2 separate regions of the Lactuca sativa genome follow, and region 2 is linked to region 1. Evidence: chromatin contacts called from public Hi-C data. All regions are on one chromosome and are shown on one strand. The core of a region is the stretch at or near the end of the contact, and the rest is flanking DNA. Distances in the headings are between cores, read along the strand shown.

Evidence for each region. A called contact is a pair of places that touch in the nucleus more often than the background predicts.
Region 2: a Hi-C map of bud shows a contact between it and region 1, with 5 times the contacts expected there. The contact joins the promoter of LOC111915749 here to the promoter of LOC111915746 in region 1. A contact is called at or near these places in 4 of 4 Hi-C or Micro-C datasets (bud, leaf and seed).

The regions. Positions count from the first base shown.
Region 1 is chr1:19,843,826-19,846,917 of Lsat_Salinas_v11, forward strand. LOC111915746 (coatomer subunit alpha-1) reads left to right here and starts at 1,616. Exons shown (of 5, transcript XM_023911397.3): 1 at 1,616-1,828; 2 at 1,933-2,165; 3 at 2,714-3,092. The coding sequence starts at 1,958.
Region 2 is chr1:20,057,205-20,060,018 of Lsat_Salinas_v11, forward strand. It overlaps LOC111915749 (V-type proton ATPase subunit a3), which reads left to right and starts at 1,555. Exons shown (of 18, transcript XM_023911399.3): 1 at 1,555-1,903; 2 at 2,373-2,417; 3 at 2,553-2,675; 4 at 2,754-2,814. The coding sequence starts at 1,763.

The DNA of each region.
Region 1 (3,092 bases), core at 366-2,865:
GAACATTTTTGTAAACGATGCTATTTGATTTTTATTTATCATTGAAAAAGTTTAAATTTGGCGCAAAATTTATGGACATTACATTTTTCTTGTTAAGATGTTTTCTTGCATTTATTTGCGGTTGTAGCTATGATTCAAGCTTAAGAAGTTAAAATTGATTCCAACATCGATAGTTTAATAAACATTAAGTTGTAATGAGTACTGCACAAATAAGATATTGTGAACAAAGTTAGAGATTAATTCTCATGGTTTATTTATTATTACTACATTCGAGGTACTATTGACTATGGTCTTCAGCTCCACCCATAGACCACCTCCAACTTAATCGCATACTCTGGTATTGATTGCGAGGTGCCTTACCTCCACACATTCAACTAATAAATATTTCATTTGCCCAACGATTGTTTCTTGGTCATCCAAGCGACAATCGACTATTTCTCGTTCTAGTGCCAAGGTTGAATATTTGGGTGTTGCTAATGCAATTTTCGAAACATGTTGACTTCAAAAACATTTATGTGATCTTTACTGTCCTCTATTTAATGTCACCATTGTTTACTGTGATAACGTTTGTGGTATATATCTTGATAAATCTTATTCAACGTCAACGAATGAAGCACATACATATTGATTATTGTTAAATGTCATTTTAGCTTATCTTTAGAGAGCATGCAATTTACCGTAAAGAACTCCCGGGGTTCAAAATACAGACACAATATGCCCAAAGATGTTTTGTTTGATATATTTAAGCGTGTCGGGGTTTCCGCCAAGAAAGAAACTCATTTAAATTTCTTAACTAACCTGGCAGACGGAAGGTCAACCATTAAACCGTCTGATATTTTGATTTTTGGATGAGTTGGGGAAAAACACACATGTATGGACCTTGAGGGCCGGGGGTTTCACAGCGGGACAAACTGTTTTAGGCAAGGTCACTAAACATGAGAAATTGTGCATGAAAAAATCAACACGTGTCGCATTTGATACGTTCGGTTTTCTCGCGCCGGATGCGGTGAAACTTCTTAATAGAGTACATTCATACATAACAATGCTATATCCTCTAGATATATGTATGTAGTCTTCGAAATAATTGAATTTACCATACAAAAAGGCTTAACGACACAACTTATCCGTTTTCCATCCCACTTATTGTACGATGATAAGTAAGATATTTTGTAATTCAATTTGTCCTAAAAAAATAAAAAAAAGGGTTTTAATCTTTAAAAAAAACCTTATCTTTTGACAAAGTCTATTTTAAAATACTTTTAAAACTATTTAAAAAAACACGTTTATAAAATTTATTTGTCAAAATGTTTAATGGTATATAAGTATATAGCAAATAATAAAATCCACATCAACATGTAGCTTATTATTATCACAAATGATATTTTATTTTTTGATCAAAAGATAAAATTGTAAGAATCATATGTATATAAAAACTATAGTTCAATAGTAATATATATATATAAAAAATTTAATAGTCATTTTTTGTATTTTATAATACTTTATTTTAAGTCATTTTTAATATTTGGAATTTGTAGATCTATCACCGTATAATATTTGTTTTTCTTATTACTTCTTCCTTTGGACAATTACCGTACACGCACCGCACCGATGGGCCATGGTCATGTTTATTTTACAAAACCGATCTTCACATCCTCTCAGATCTAACACACTGTTTTTAACACACAGTGGATCGATCCCGGGCAACTCTTTCTTTGCCTCTCCTCTCCCAAATGCCTTCTGATCACAAGTATACTACTCTTTAACATCACATCGGATCGATCGATCGAATCATTTATCGAATTAGCAGCATTTAATTCTCAGATCTAAGGTAATTATCACGCACCTACAGAATCTAGGTTTCTTTTTTGTTGTTTATGAAGTTGCGATACGATTGAATTGTGAGTTACTTGATTTGTTTAATCGATTGATTAGAGGTTGGGGACGAAACGGAGCGAAGATGTTGACGAAGTTTGAGACGAAGAGTAATAGAGTTAAAGGTCTGAGTTTCCACAGCAAAAGGCCATGGATCTTGGCTAGTCTTCACAGTGGTGTGATCCAGCTATGGGATTACAGGATGGGCACTCTCATTGATCGTTTTGACGAGCATGATGGCCCTGTTCGTGGCGTACACTTTCATCAATCACAGCCTCTGTTCGTTTCGGGAGGTTTGTTGGATTTCAATTGCATTGATATACTTGAAATGCTTCCGAATCTAAGGTTTTTTTATTGATTAGCTGATATATTCAGGATATAATGTTAGGTAATGATGATCTATTAGAAGCTTGTTATTTGTGTGGCACATTATCTCTATTTAGTAGATTCAGAGCCTTTTGTGTTCATGGAACTGATCTGTCCATAACCATTAGTCCGCCAGTTTAAAGCTATGGAAATCTGTCTGAGCCTGTGCTCTAGTAATGATGATCTGAACTTCACATCTGTGCGATTTGGGACACATGAAACTGTTTTGTTGCAATGTTTAAATTCAGAGTAACATGGAAATGATTTGGATCTGGTCATGTACATTAGATTTGATGCAATGCATATTAGCAATTGCTGTTTATTACGGAAGTTAAGCTATCTTGGAAAGTCAGAACCATCTTGTTCTGTTTTCACTGTGCATATTACACTTATGCTTAGGTCTTCTTTATACTGGTTAGTTCGTAGCCTTATGTATGTGTGTAAGAATATTTAGGCATTCTTTTTGTATATGCAGGCGATGATTACAAGATCAAAGTATGGAACTACAAACTGCATCGGTGTTTATTCACGCTTCTTGGCCATCTTGATTATATCCGGACTGTTCAATTTCACCATGAGAACCCCTGGATTGTTAGTGCTAGTGATGATCAAACTATCCGGATATGGAACTGGCAATCCCGTACTTGTATTTCTGTTTTGACTGGACACAACCATTATGTAATGTGTGCATTGTTCCATCCCAAAGAGGACCTTGTTGTGTCAGCATCATTAGATCAGACTGTTCGAGTTTGGGACATTGGTGCTCTGAAAAAGAAAACAGTTTCCCCTGCTGATGATATCCTCCGCCTCAGTCAAATGAATACAGATTTCTTTGGAGGAGTTGATGCTGTTGT
Region 2 (2,814 bases), core at 305-2,804, 210 kb after region 1:
CTTTGTGCTTACTGTTTCAATTTATTGTTTCAGGTGCTTCAGATGTTTTGACAAGGCAAAGGCGTGACCGTACACATCTTCGCGTTTTGGACTTATGGTTTCTAGGATACTCTGATGATGTCAATCTTTTGAAAACTATGTGTAAATGATTCCGGTTTTTAATTAAATGTTTTGGAAACAACGTTTTTGTAAACACTTCATTAGTAAAGGGTCATTTTGAAAAGTTTAAATTTTATTGAAATTTTTATGGATGTTACAACATTGTTGAAGGATGAATGTTTTTTGCTTGAGTACCCAATTTGGTTGTGGGTTCGATGATGGTAGTGGGATTGATTATTTCACTAAAACATAAACACAGTAAGAAAAACGTTTTTAGGGCCCAAGCATTAACTGTGTGTGTTCTTTTTAGGGTGGGGGGGGGGGGAGATAGATATGTTTTTTTTACTAATAAAACTTTAAATTAAATAGAAAAAAAACATACAAATTATACCAGAAGGGTATTTTAGTCTTTTTAGTTTTCAGAGGGACCAAAACCAGAAACAAACTAGCTCAAAAGGACCACCGATCTAAAAATGTCAGTGTTTTGACAAAAAAAAATACATACTATAGGGACCATTTTTGAAGTTTGGTCTTAATTAAATTATTGTTGCTTTGTTGGCATCTCAATGACATCTCCAATTAAATTTATGTTAGATTTCTAGGTTTAAGTTCGTCTAACATCCATATTTTGATTTTAATAATGTTTTATTTTTGTGTGTTTTCACTTTTAAATATTTCTGATGATGTTGTTATTTACCAAGGTTCTAAATAAAGTAAAGTGTGACTTGTCGGCTATGTCAATCCTCAAGCTTTTCCGAGCTTTGGTGAGCCACGTTGTTTGTAAGGTGTGACTTAAGGCGGCAATTTTGTATATAATTAATATTTTTATATGTATTTTCAACTATTATTCTATTTTATACACATATATGAGTTAAGACGGCGTTTTGATAAAGTTTGACGACAGGTACAAACTTTGGAGTCATGGCGCATGACGAAACCATGACAAGTTTTTAGAACCTTTTTATTTACAGATAGAAAAAGAGTGACATAACGACAAACTTGTATAGAAAAATGAGAGATGAAAAAAATAAAGTGGAAGTGGGGGTGAGTAATTTTATTTAAGAATTATGCAAAAATAGATGAAACAAAATTTAAACATAACATGAAAAATAGACATTTCAAGCGGTACCGGGTGTTACCCTTCCTTCTAGAGGTTGAGGGTTCAAGTCTAATTTGAGACATATGTGGTATTAGAAGTAGCGTAGATTTGTCGTTCTAAAAAAAAAAAAGAAAAAACAACTTTGAAAGGACCGTATCCGCAAGTTTTTCAAAGTTTGGACGTTAGTCAAAGAAAATGACAAACCCAAAGGAGCATTTTGCTATTTTATTTATTAACGTTTCTCATCAAACCATACTCACACATAGGCCCCTTTGCGTACCAAATGTGAAAACAAAAACAAGCAGTCAACGTCAAAGGAATATAAAGAAAAGTGGCAGCTTCAACACGGGATCAAAACGCTATCGTTTAGCACGTCTTACCAACATAAGGAAGAAGGTTCGTTAAGTTGCGTAAAAGCAGCCATTGATGAGGAATTAAGAAAGATCACCGAATCCACCGTGTCGGTGGAATTGCTCAATCAAATCATCACCGCCGGAGGGTAAAAGCTGATGGTAATCAAACGTTCTTAGGATTCGTTTAGCTTGAGACGACCAATCGATCGGAATGGGGGAAGGTGGAAGTCTGCCGACGATGGATCTGATGCGATCAGAACCAATGCAGTTAGCTCGGATCATAATCCCCATGGAATCTGCTCATCGAACCATTTCGTACCTCGGTGACCTGGGGCTTTTCCAGTTTAAAGATGTATGCCACTACACCTCTCATCGTTATACATGATTATAATTACGACGATAACAATTTGTCGATTTTACCTGTTTATCTATCAAATTAATCGGCATTATGATTATTTCAGTTTTCGGAAATCGTTTGGAGCTTAGGAACTCGTTTAGGTTTATATAATTAACCAGTCTGTGTTTTCTATCGACTGAAGCGATATGATCTCCTCCTCTCCTTTCTGATGTGGTGTTTACATCGTTGTAGACTGCTCGTTTTACTTAATAATTACTTTTACGAATACGTTGATGCATGATCCATTATGCTATATATGTCTCATTTAATGTATATTCGAGATTGTATTGCTAACAGTGTTTATGCATCAAAACCAACCAAAATTATGTACATTTCAGTTTTCTGAAAATCTTCTCTAGTTAAGATTCGTGTCTGGATCTTCCGTTTGATAATTTCCTTTTCTTTATTCTTGTTATGTGGATAGCTCAACACAGGAAAAAGCCCTTTCCAGAGGACATTCGCCACTCAGGTATGTTCATTGTCTGTCACCTCAATTATCAATGACCAGTCATTTTCACTATACCTGTATGATGTGATTTTCTCTTTTTGGCTCCTGATTGAGATGACTTTTGTTTGTTTCATTCTATAAACTTTCTTGATATAGATTAAAAGGTCTGGGGAGATGGCTCGCAAGCTACGTTTTTTCAAGGATCAGATGATGAAGGCTGGTCTTTTTGCCTCATCATGGCCTTCATATGGCTCAGAGTTTAGTCTAGACGAATTAGAGGTAAGTGAAATCACTAACATCCATTAATACTTATCAGGTTATAGCTCCATTTAACATATATTGGGGTGATTTTTGTAGGTGAAACTTGGAGAACTTGAAGCTGAACTGACAGAAATGAATGCCAACACTGAAAAATTGC